2 separate regions of the Mus musculus genome follow, and region 1 is linked to region 2. Evidence: chromatin contacts called from public promoter capture Hi-C data. All regions are on one chromosome and are shown on one strand. The core of a region is the stretch at or near the end of the contact, and the rest is flanking DNA. Distances in the headings are between cores, read along the strand shown. Region 1 holds the start of Nt5dc3 (5'-nucleotidase domain containing 3). Region 2 holds the start of Fbxo7 (F-box protein 7).

Evidence for each region. Promoter capture Hi-C pulls out the DNA fragments that hold promoters and counts their contacts.
Region 1: a promoter capture Hi-C map of pre-B cells shows a contact between it and region 2. The contact joins the promoter of Nt5dc3 here to the promoter of Fbxo7 in region 2. A contact is called at or near these places in 21 of 39 promoter capture datasets (the 3T3-L1 cell line, 3T3-L1-derived adipocytes, the C10 cell line and 13 more), 3 of 484 Hi-C or Micro-C datasets (CD8 T cells, the G1E-ER4 cell line and embryonic stem cells), 5 of 115 datasets of contacts at active chromatin or transcription factors (bone marrow-derived macrophages, embryonic stem cells, extraembryonic endoderm stem cells and 2 more) and 2 of 9 other capture datasets (adipose tissue and liver).

What each region holds. Positions count from the first base shown.
Region 1 is chr10:86,775,787-86,781,267 of GRCm38.p6, forward strand. It overlaps Nt5dc3 (5'-nucleotidase domain containing 3), which reads left to right and starts at 3,219. Exons shown (of 14, transcript NM_175331.3): 1 at 3,219-3,525. The coding sequence starts at 3,324. Ttc41 (tetratricopeptide repeat domain 41) reads left to right here. Exons shown (of 16, transcript NM_001003910.2): 15 at 144-273; 16 at 369-1,057. The coding sequence ends at 1,035.
Region 2 is chr10:86,017,474-86,023,195 of GRCm38.p6, forward strand. It overlaps Fbxo7 (F-box protein 7), which reads left to right and starts at 4,456. Exons shown (of 9, transcript NM_153195.2): 1 at 4,456-4,671. The coding sequence starts at 4,550.

The DNA.
Region 1 (5,481 bases), core at 1,969-4,468, 760 kb after region 2:
TTCTTCACTCCAGATGAAGGTGACAATGTCTTTGGCAGGGTACTAGGACAGATGGTGCTCTGATGCTGGCCTTATAAATCTTTTACATGTATAAAGTTAGTAATTAAAAAAAATTCTAATATTCTCTTTTCCCATCTCTCCAGCAGGCCAGCTGTTGTCAGGTGACTTCTGCCATCATGCCACAATGGAGGCAGTCAGCTATTTGTATAGGTCACTTGATTTAAGGGCAGCTCACCTGGGGCCTACCCACGCTTCCATTGAGGGAATACTACAGTGAGTTTCTTTTGCACATCTCAAAAAGAAGTAGACTTTCTGAGTATTTGTGTTAATAGACAGCCATGTTTTGACACGTTTTTGATCTTTTGCAGCCTTTTAAGGGAAATCCAGAGGTCCCGGGGCAGGAGGTCTTGGCCTCAAAGCATGAACCATCTATTCCCTAACGGTTCTAGGAATGGCTTTTCATTATGGGAGAATGTGCCTAAATTAAACTTCCACAGCGCTCAGAGTTCTGACACGGTAAACACTGCAATGTGTATGAATATACGTAGGTTTCAGAGAGTTAAAAGCACACAGCCTTCTCTGGTTTCAGATAAACCAAAATATGTTCCCGGCAAAGGAAAGAAGACCTTGGCTCCAATTCTGTGCAAGTCTGCTGAGGAAAAGTTCCAACGTCAGGCTTCAGACTCACAAATATGGAATAGTCCAAGAAGACAACCTGCCAGGAAAAAGGCAGCCTGTCCCCTTAAGACGGTCTCGCTCATTGACAAGAACGGCTTGGTGAGACTCTCAAGGCAGAGTGTTTCTTCTGCTGAGCTGGACAGCAGAAAGGGCCTGATCACTTCCATCTGCCGGCAACCCCTGCAGCTACCTCATAATGTGGACAATCCCTGGAAGTCCATATCGGAACTCGTGTCAGAAAAGTGGCTCTTCCACACTCCTCAGTACTGCTTCACTCCTCAGAAGCCAGGCTTCCCAAGAAGATCTCAGATTGAATCAAAATTGCTGAAGACCTCAGATGACCCCAATAAGGAATAAAAATAATTTTGGGCTGTTTTGTACTTTGAGTTTTTACTCATTTCTCTTGAAAGGCGTATGTGTGTGTGTGGTACAAGTGTGCACACACGTGTTTGTGTGTAGGTCAGAGGTCGATGTCAGTGTTCTCGTGCTTTCCCCCTTATTTTTTGAGATCTCACTGAAACCTGGAGCTCGGGGATTCTATTCGCCTAGTAGTCAGTGAGCACCAGGGGGCTTCCTGTCTCTCCGTTCTTTGTGCTGAGGCCATAGGAACTGGCTGTCATTTTTTTATAGCAGTGCTGGCGCGTGCTCGCAAGCTCTTAACAGACTACGCCAGGTCCCTAGCACCTATTTTGGATTCTTTCATCAGATATTTTCTTTTAACTCTGCAGGAGTGGTCACTATCCAGGTCTGGGGATTCAGTTTTCTTACTCTCTTATAACGCTGTATCTGGTTTTAGTTACAAAGGGTGGGTTTCAAGTGATCCACGTTTCTATGGTAAGTACAACAATCGTGATTCCACAGGGTCCTATAGTCTAAGAGAATATATAGAAGCACTCTTACCAATCGTAATTTAAAAAAAAATTCTATAGTATATTTTGACTTAAAAATTCACCTAAGTAAAATTGATGATTGTTATCACCAAAACTTTTTATTAGTAAAAATAAGAAAAGATAGGAAGTGAAATGTCCTCAAGTCATAAAGGAAGCTTTTAATGACCAGAGCCCATGGATTTGATAGCATATCGATTTGCACATTTTATTGTCCTCCAATTTTATCACTGATCCATAAAACATTAACCTGTAACAGTTAAGGATTACTTTCTAGCTACCGTCCTCCCTACCACCCAACAGAAGAGGGGACTCAGCTCTGTGACGATAGGCAAGCAATCTCACCTCTGTTGTGCCTCGGTTTCATTGTGTTTAAAGGAGAGACGCGGTACGTTCCTTTTAAGACAGCTGGGAAGAGTGTATGCGATAAAATATACAGCCAGCTTTCTATTAATGGTTTTCATTATCAGTCAGGGACTAGCTCCAGTGTCATCACCTTCCACAAAAACATCTGACTCTTCCAGCCCACAACTTGAGTCGCTAATGCTTGGGGTTGTCTCACACTGTGCCTTGTCTGTCCTCTCATTATTCTAGCCATTCCCACTATAACCGCCCCCCCCTACTCAGTGGTCACCATGGGATACTTTGGGAATTTCTTGGGGCCCAGTGTTTCTCAGGTAGGTCTTGAATTGGTGATAGAAAGTCCCGCAGGAGCGGCATGGAATAAGTGCAGTTAAGCAAGTGAGTGGAACAGGTACCAAGCGTGCTGCCAGCGTGGGCAGGAGACTGCTAATCATGTCCGGAGGACCTCTCTGGAGGTGGGAACCCGGCTTTCCAGAGGCCTGCACTGTTAAGGAAATTTACATTTATCGGGAGTCTTCAGGGGCAGGATCTTGCAGACGACTTTAGACCTCGAGTGTAATCTCGGCCCAGCAACTCTTTAAAGGGCAACTCTTGGATAGGCCCAAGCTCAGCCTCAGGGCAGTCTCAGAGAGGCACCTGAGATCCAGGAGATACCTGCAGAAGCCTTTGACACGGAGTGGGTCGCATTCCAGAGACTGGGATCAGAGATGGATAGTGCGTACACTCATCAGTGCAATCAGAATTGGGGCCCGCCACGGAAGGCAAGAGGAAGGTAGAGCAGAGTCTTGCTGGCAGCGATAGGGTCGGAGATGAGTCATCCTAGCCCGTGTGACTTCAACCACCCTCCGCCCCCTCCTGCCTCGCGGGTCAGGAAGTGACCGCAGCCGACCGGGCGCTGAGCCCTGGCAGCTCCGGCCACGCCCAACCCGCTTTCTCTAAGGCCTCGCCCTTGACTCCGCCTTTGACTCAACCCAGACTCCGTCCCACTCCATTTCCACAGGCCCACACCTGACCCAGCCTCTAACTGGCCTAGGCCCCCGGCTCTGTCTCCCCAGGTTCGGTCCCTGACTCTGCCTCTGACGCAATCGAGATGGTCCAACTCATTCTCTCTCTAGACCCTATTCTTTACTCAGCCGGGGCATTCCTCTTTCCAACCAGGCCCCGCCCCTGACCCAGCTCAGGCCCCACCCATCCCGCAGCTCCTAGCCTAATCCTTGACCCCGCCTCCTGCTTCCCTCTAGAACCCGCCCACCTCCCCAGCCTCGCCCCCGGCTCCGCCCCACCGTGGGTGGTTCTTGGGCCGCGCCGGCACTTGCTCAGACGTAGGAACTGCCGGCGTGCGTCCCGGAGCCTCGCGACGCTGGCCATCCGTGCCACTGGCAGCTTAGAGGCAGCATGGCCACGGTGGCAGCGGCGGCCCGCGGGGCCGGGGCGAGGGCGGCGGCAGGGCTGCGGAGTTGCGGCGGGGCCGTGGCTCGAGAACGACCGCGCTCGGGCTGCGCTCGGCGCCTGTGCTCTGCCCCGGCTGCCCCGGCTGCCGTGGACATGAAAAGCTACCTGTGGGCGCGCTACCACGAGGCGAAGAGGAGCACGGACGGTGAGTGCGTGTCCCAGCTTGCGCCGCCCACTCGAGGACCCCTCGGGTCCCCCGCACCCTGCCTCTGTCGCGCGGCCCCCGCGGGGAAGGCGACTCTAAAACTTCGCAACTCTTTTTTGGCTTTCCCCCGCCGGGGAAGCTATTTCATACCTGGGGATTGTTAAATCTGGAGTGTACATCGCAAGTGCTCTGGGCCGCTGCGAGAGTTCCAAGGGCGTCGGTAGGAAGACATTCCCCCAAACACCGTTAGGTGTCATTCACCCTGGGAATGGTAGTAGCAGCCCAGCTTGCTGCCGCGCTGTCCTAGACAGGCTCCAGCGCAGGCGACTGGGTCAGGAGGATGAGCCGGTCTCCCTTTTGCAGGGTGGAGTAGATAAAATGTGCTGTTTGAAAGGGGAGGGTGGTCTGGTTATCCACCGCCCTCTGCGAGGAGAAGAGGAATACTTGTGGTCAGGTGAACTGAGAAAGAGCTTGGCTGGGCGGTTAGGGAATCGGAGAAGGAATGGAAAGAGGAACCAGATTATAATAGTATCAGGTATTGATGTCGACTCTGAATCGCCCATAGCCTCCGGAGGAGGGGGTCATGTCCATTATGTAGACGGGAAGGGCGAGCAAGGGGCCTAAGCAAAAACTGATTTTGACTCAGGGTCGGGAATCCATTGTCCTGTGTGTTGCTTTGTGCTTCTTGCAGTCAAACGTTTGGAACCTGGAGTAAAGGGCCAGTGAAGCACAGACACTGAAGCTGTCAGAGGACACTGGGATTTGGGGAGGGGGTGGTTTGGGGAGGGTGCTACATGAGGAAGGGGGTTGGTGAGGGAACGTTTTTGTAGGATTTCCATTTGCATCTTTGGCCACATGCCTGTTCAAGTGAAACAAAACCCACCTGGAATATCTTCACAACACATTCCGAGGTGTAAGCAATGGAGACTTCTTTGAAAGAGTGGCTTATTGGTTTTGGCCAGGCAAGTGTTTTGAGATGGGTTGTGTATTCCAGGCCTTAAAGTCATGAGTCTCCTGTGTGTTCTATCCTTCCAGGCGGGCGGGAACCACCATTCCAGGCAAACGTGTGTCCTGTCAGGGCCCTGTCAGCTCTTCTCTCTTGCTTAGTTTCCTCTTTCTTTTTGGTCTTTTTGAGACAGGGTTTTAAGGTAACCTTAAACTTGAAGCAATCCTCCTGCCTCAGTCTTTCAAGTGCTGGAGTTATAGACACGAACCACTCACTACTCCTGTCTTTTGTTTTTCTTTTCTTTTGTTTTGTTTTGTTTTGGTTTTTTTTGTTTTTGTTTTTTGTTTTTTTTAAGACAGGATTTTTCTCTGTAGTCCTGGAACTCACTCTGTAGACCTGGGTGGCCTCGAACTCAGAGAGATCTCATGTCTCTCTCCTGGAATCCTGGGATTAAAGGTGTGTGCCACTATGCCAGGCTATTCTGTATTTTTGGTTAAAAACTTTACTGACATGTATGGAGAGAATGAAATACAGAAACCCCTATACAATATTTAAACCCATTTGGCTGTGGGATTGGGACAATTCACACATGTCCTCTTGAGGAGTGAGCTATGGTTAAATGACTCAGTGTTTTGGTATGTACCTACTATGGAACAATACTTAACAATAAAAAGAAGAGTACCATTCATCTAACATACAAAAAAAATGTATATTTTAGGGAGTTACACTGTGGAGTGTGTCTGTGGGGTGGGGGTAGGAAGCCAGTCTCCAAAGGTTGAAGGGTAATTGCATCTTTAGAAGAAACTAGAGGTAAAATTTCTTCTCTCTTGATATTTTAGACAGGGTTTACCCCTTGTGGCCTGTGAGAATTAGAAAGGTCCTGAAGTTTGTTCACCCATACAGAAAATGGGGATATTACTGACGTGGTAGAGTTTTGGTATGGTGTAATGAGTCCCCCCACCCTCCCAGTTAGCCTCTGAGAATAAAGCAGTATTGGGTTGTAGACAGAG
Region 2 (5,722 bases), core at 3,206-5,705:
TTTTCACTATGGAGGAGGAACTTTATTGCAGATATATGGGAGAGACAGGGACATAGCCAGAGTAGACAGTGATCACGCTGACCTGTGCCATGTGGAAGGGGCAGGGGAAGGGAGAGGAGGCACAGGGGAACCAGAAGCAGCAGCCAGGAGGCCCAAACATACAAAGAGGGTGGGTAACCAAAATGGTTGGATTATATAGGGAAGAGCAGCCCAGCCCCTGGGCTGGAGAGTTCATGTAGGAGGTGGGAAACCATGAGGGCCCTGTGACAGGGAGGGGCTAATGGGTGCTGGGAGAACCTGGTGGCCAGTGTCTGCTTTTTATTTATTTATGAATGAGACAAGAGCTCTCCTTGGCTGGCCTGGAATGTAGATCAGGCTGGCCTTGAAGCCATAGAGATGGCTCAGCCTCTGCTTCCCGAGTGCTGTGGTTAAAGGCAGGCACCACTATGCCTGGCTATTACTTATATCAGGTCTCACGTAACCTAAATTGGTTTGGGCTTGGTAAGCAGCCAGGGGTGAGCTTGAACTCCTGAGTCTCCCACCTCTCCCAAGTGCTGGGACTAAGGCATGCGCCATTATATTTAGCTTGCGCGGTGTTGCTGATGAAGCGCAGGGCTTTGTGAATGTGTGGCAAGCACTTTACTGTCATCAGAGGGACAGCAAAGAAATCACACAAATGTCTGCTCCGTTATGAAGAGGAAGGCTTTTTATTGTAAGAGAGAAAGGAGATCCACAGGCATTTGCAAGAGTCAGAAGCAGAGAGAAGAAAGAAGACCAGATGGGGCATGGCTAGAGCTAGGGTAGTGGAGCATGGGAAAACCATTCTAGTTATAAGGAGGATGAGTAGCCCAAGGAAGGGAAACTATGAACTGGAACAGCCTATGATTTTAGAGTGCTGAAAGGGGCCAGGATGCTAGTATGGGCTTTTCAATGCATAACAATATGTGTGAATAGGGACTGAACTGGCCAGAAGGCCTGTATGGGCATTGATATACAAATACAGGTATATGTCAGTTGGTCCCTTTTGCCAGAGTGAAGGGCAGGTTAATGGAAATGACTCCTTTTTAGCAGACCCATTTCACAAATTTCTGAGGAATGCTGAAGGAGTCGGCCAGCAAATCCTACTGTCCAGCATCATCTGAGCCAAGATGGTCCTTGTGGACCAAGTTAGTAGGCCTGCTCTTTTGGGATGTGGGATGCGTGGGGTTTTCCTTGAGACCTAATATTTACCCATTGAACTATATTCCCAACCTAAGCCCAAACAATCTATACAGATACCCCACCTACAATGAGTTGGACAGATTCCCTATTTTAAAGTTTAAAAACATTTAATGTCTGTAGGTGTTTTTCCTGCATGTCTGTGGATCACGTGGCTTGCCTGGTGTCCAGAGAGGCCAGAAGAAAGCACTGGATCCTCGAGAACTGGAGTTACAGATGGCTGTGAGCAGCATTGTGGGTGCTGACAATTAAATCCACAGCATAGCAAGAAGCATAGCAAGTCCCCTTGGCCCCTGAGACAATGCTAAGGCCCTACAGGTGTTCCCTGGGGCTAATTACATTTGATGTTAATTCCATTCTCCCGTGAGGGGCTGCGAACAAGGAATGAGTCAGCACTCTGGTGATTTCCTGTAAACCTTCTTCCCACCTTAATTTATAAAATAAAGGCTAGAGCCAGCGATTGGGCAGAGTAAGAGGGGAAGGTGGGGCTGAAGGTTTTGGGAGAGAAAGAGAGGAGGAGGAAAAAGGAAAGTGGAGCAGAAGAAGCACTTGGCTTGGAGAAACCAAAAGTTCTAAGTGGTCTCTTCTATGGAAAAGATGGTAGTGTAGCGGTAGATCTGCCCAGTCTTGGCGCACAGCATGTATTCATATTAATTGAGTTGTGTTTTCATTGCCAGGGCATATTTGGGTTGGAGATTTACCACAACAGTTCCCCCGCCAACCCTTTTTATAAGTCATATATATACTTCAGATTAGAGCATGGCCCTAGTAGTGCACATCTGTCAAATTCATGGCTTCTTCTCAAATTTTGAACACCTTCCTTACACTTCTGGGGAAATTCTAATAAGCTCCTAAAAAGGAGTCAGATTCTGATTTTCAGTTTCTTTTGCAGTGAGGACTCAGGTATGGGGCCCAAACTTCCTTAGTCAGATTGCACCCCATATAGACCCTTGATTGGGAAGTAAGGTGAGAAAACAGAATCTTTTGGAAGCTTGTCATTTTGTTGGTGCAGGACAGAGCAAAACCCACAAGGAATCTGAGGGTAGCAGAGACAGGGTCAGTCACTCCCCAGTCCTCCCTAGCAGTGGTGACAGCAATTTCCCGCAGACCCAACTTTGATATATTCCTAATCAGGACACGTCTTCAGTGTGGTTATAAGTTTTCTCCAGTCCTTCCTAGAATCTGCTGGGCCATATATCATCCCTTTAATTCACCCCTTCCTGGGTAGTTGCCCAGAGTCAATTTCCACTGTTTAGAACTAAAGACCGTGATATTGGAGACCCCCTCACAACTTTCCAGTGGCTTCTCATGTATTCTAGAATGTGTCTCAAACTTTTTGCCCAGCTCAAGAATATCCTCTTTCATAAAGATTGGTTTTCTATTACAACCAGTCTCAAACCAATCTGATTTATTTATCAGTATTCATGCTTTTGGTTTGATATTCTTATACTAAAATGTTGGCTTGTAGCAAAAAAAAAAAGATGGAAATAAATATGTAACTTCTGAGGCTATGTTGTAAAAGACTTCACAGTTTCTGTCTTGGTAATGCTTGGGTCGCTTACTCTCAGGGAATCCAATTATCATGTTATGTGGACATTCAAGTAGATTTCTGGAAAAAAAAAATCTGTGAAAAACTGGGGCCAATCGTTTGATGATATGTGTAGTCAAGTCTTCAGGCAGCTCTGGCAAGAGACCCTGAGACAGAATTACCTAACCACCCTGTACCCAAGTTCCCAATCTACAGAATTTGTGGGTCGACAAATGTTTATTGATGTGGGTTAGTAAGCTTTGGAGGACAATTGATATGCAGCAAAAGATTTTACTAAGACACTGTGTAACAACTAAAAGCTGCTTTAAATTTTGTGGTAACATGAAGGGGCTAAAGGAGTTGGCTTCAGCTTCAAGTTCCTAAGGGCAGCGCCAAGGAAGAAAGGAAGTAAATGCTGTTAATCCCACAGGAAAAAAAAAAATCAGTCCCACAGATTCGAGGAGAAAGACCATCAACCCCAAACCATCATGGCCAAATTAATTAATCAAGCTTTTCTTGGTATGTATACATGGGCTGGACATAGGTAAGGTAAGATTGTAATAGTTCAGGAGTAGGGGGTTTCCAGATGAGGATTTGGCAGGCAAATAGGCATGTATTACCGAAGCAGAACATAAGCATACCAAGTTGGTCATAACAGCCTCTTGAAACAAAGACATGGTTGCAAGGTGGTTACAACAGGGTCACCATAATAACCTTTTAAAATAAAGGCATGGGGCAGTACAGAGCCATTTGTAGCTAAGGTTACAGGTGGGACATAGCCCAATCCTTGAGAAACCTAGTTTGTCTTTACTATAAGATGGCTTTTACGCCTGAGATGGAGGCAGTCTGGTTTATCAAGATTTATCGTGAGAAGTGAAGAGCTATACTGTTGTGGCCTTCAAATCCATTGGGAGAAACCAAAGACTTAGGCTCAATTCAAATTTATATTAAAATGAGTTTATGCTTACTGCTAGCAGAAGGAAGGCAGCTTTAGAGCCCAAACAGCATTCCATAGGGAAGGGGGACTAAGGATAAGATGGGGTTTTAAATTGGACATCAGAAAGGTGTATATTACAACTTACCACGAAATACAAGCTGGGCAGGAAAACTGTTTTACTTTCCTCAGTTGTTTCTCACCTTCCCGCTATATAGTAATTAAAAGATCATTTCATCCCTTTCCCATAGCGATAGTGAGTTTTAAAGAAGCAAAGGCAGCAGTTACTATCCTCACAGCCATTATCCTATTCTTATCTCACCTGCAGGTCTCTAGTACCTCCCAGGCATCCAACAGCCCTTAAGGGATCCCTGGCTCCACATTAACTTTCTTTAGTCATCACAGGGGACCTGTGTACATTATTTCTCAGGCAGGTCTGAGCACTCTAATGACAGGGATAGAGCAGTTCATTTCTGGGCACGGAAACCAGTGACATCAGGTTAGGGCCGTCTGTCATGTCTCCACACTGTTGGCAGCATTCCTTCCAGAGCTAAAGATCCTGCTTGCTGGGAGGGAAGGAACAAACTCGCTCACCCCAGCAGAAGCAGAAGCAGAAGCGTAGAGACTCAAGTGCGCCCAAGCAAACCCAGCGCCTGCGCCGTGCGCGCCTCGCCTCCAGGTGGCGATGTCGCGCGCCGAGCCAGCGATAGGGAAGCGCAGGCGCTCGGCCCTCCGCTCGAGCGGAAGGCTCTAGGGGGCGTAGTCGACCGAGCGGCGAGCGCTGGGGATTCCTCGGGAGCGCAGGCCCGGAGCTCCTTGCTTTCGGTTTCTTCCCGGGGCCGACCGAAGCTTGCGGTCCGACTCTCGCCATGAAGCTGCGCGTGCGGCTTCAGAAGCGGACCCAGCCGCTCGAGGTGCCGGAGTCGGAGCCAACGCTCGGGCAGCTGCGCGCGCACCTCAGCCAGGTCCTGCTGCCCACGTTGGGGTTCAGGTGAGCCGCGTCGCTGTCGTGGGGCTCGGGGGATGGCGCGCTTCGAGCGGTCACGTGAGGCCCGGGCCTCCCGGGTGTAGCTGCACTGGGCGCCTGTGACTGTGACGCTCGGCAGCTGGGTGCTGGCCGGGGTCCGGCTCCGAGAGACCATGGCCCAGCCTCCCCCGGGTGCCGCTGTCCTCCCCGGTGAGTAGTCACTTCCGGGGTTTCGGTCGCTGCGGCCCCGAGGGCGGGAAGGGAACTCGGGAAGCTTGGCTTGCGTTAAATCTCCCGGTGTTAACTTGAGTTTACCTCTGCGGTTGGGATAGTTCAGTGGTTAAATCGGAAAAGCATCGTGCTCAAGGTGACAAAAGTCTTGACACCTTAGGTCACTGTAATTTGTGCCACTGCCCAAGGCTACAGTAACTTTAAAAACAGCTGAGCGTGCAAGTGGCAGACTGCACCTAACTGTAACTTTCTCACTTTCTCACTGTAAGGGTTCAGGAAGTACGCCTGTCAGCGGGCATTCTCTGGGTGAGAATGTTGCTTTTTTTTCACGAATAGAGGCATGACCCTAGAGAGCTTACAGTTTCATGGCAAGTTGAAAAAGGATTAGGTTCTATTACTAATTTATGGGGTTCTATTACTAATTTTTGCAGATGAAGCGTCTGTGTTTCTGCAGAAGATAGTTTCAGGACATAGAGAGATAACTGTATGGACGACCCACTTCAAGTGCTGAGCTAGAAATTTGAACTAGTGAAGAAAAAAAAAATTAAAAAGATGGGCTCTGGGGCTTCTAAAGGGAAAAATTTTCAAAGAAAAACGTTTCCCATTAATTGGCATTTTAAATAAGCCTTTTCACTTTATTTGTAGGGAGTTAAGCAAAGTGAGACCCTGAATAGATTTTTTCACCCTTCCTCCCTGCTCCCATCCCCCCATTAAGTGAGCCTGAGCTACACCTTTATTCTAGCGCTCTGGAGGAAGAGGCAGGGTTCAAGGTCAGCCTGGTCTACATAGCAAGTTCCAGACCAGCCAGTGTTACATTGTGAGACCCTGTCTAATAAGATAATAA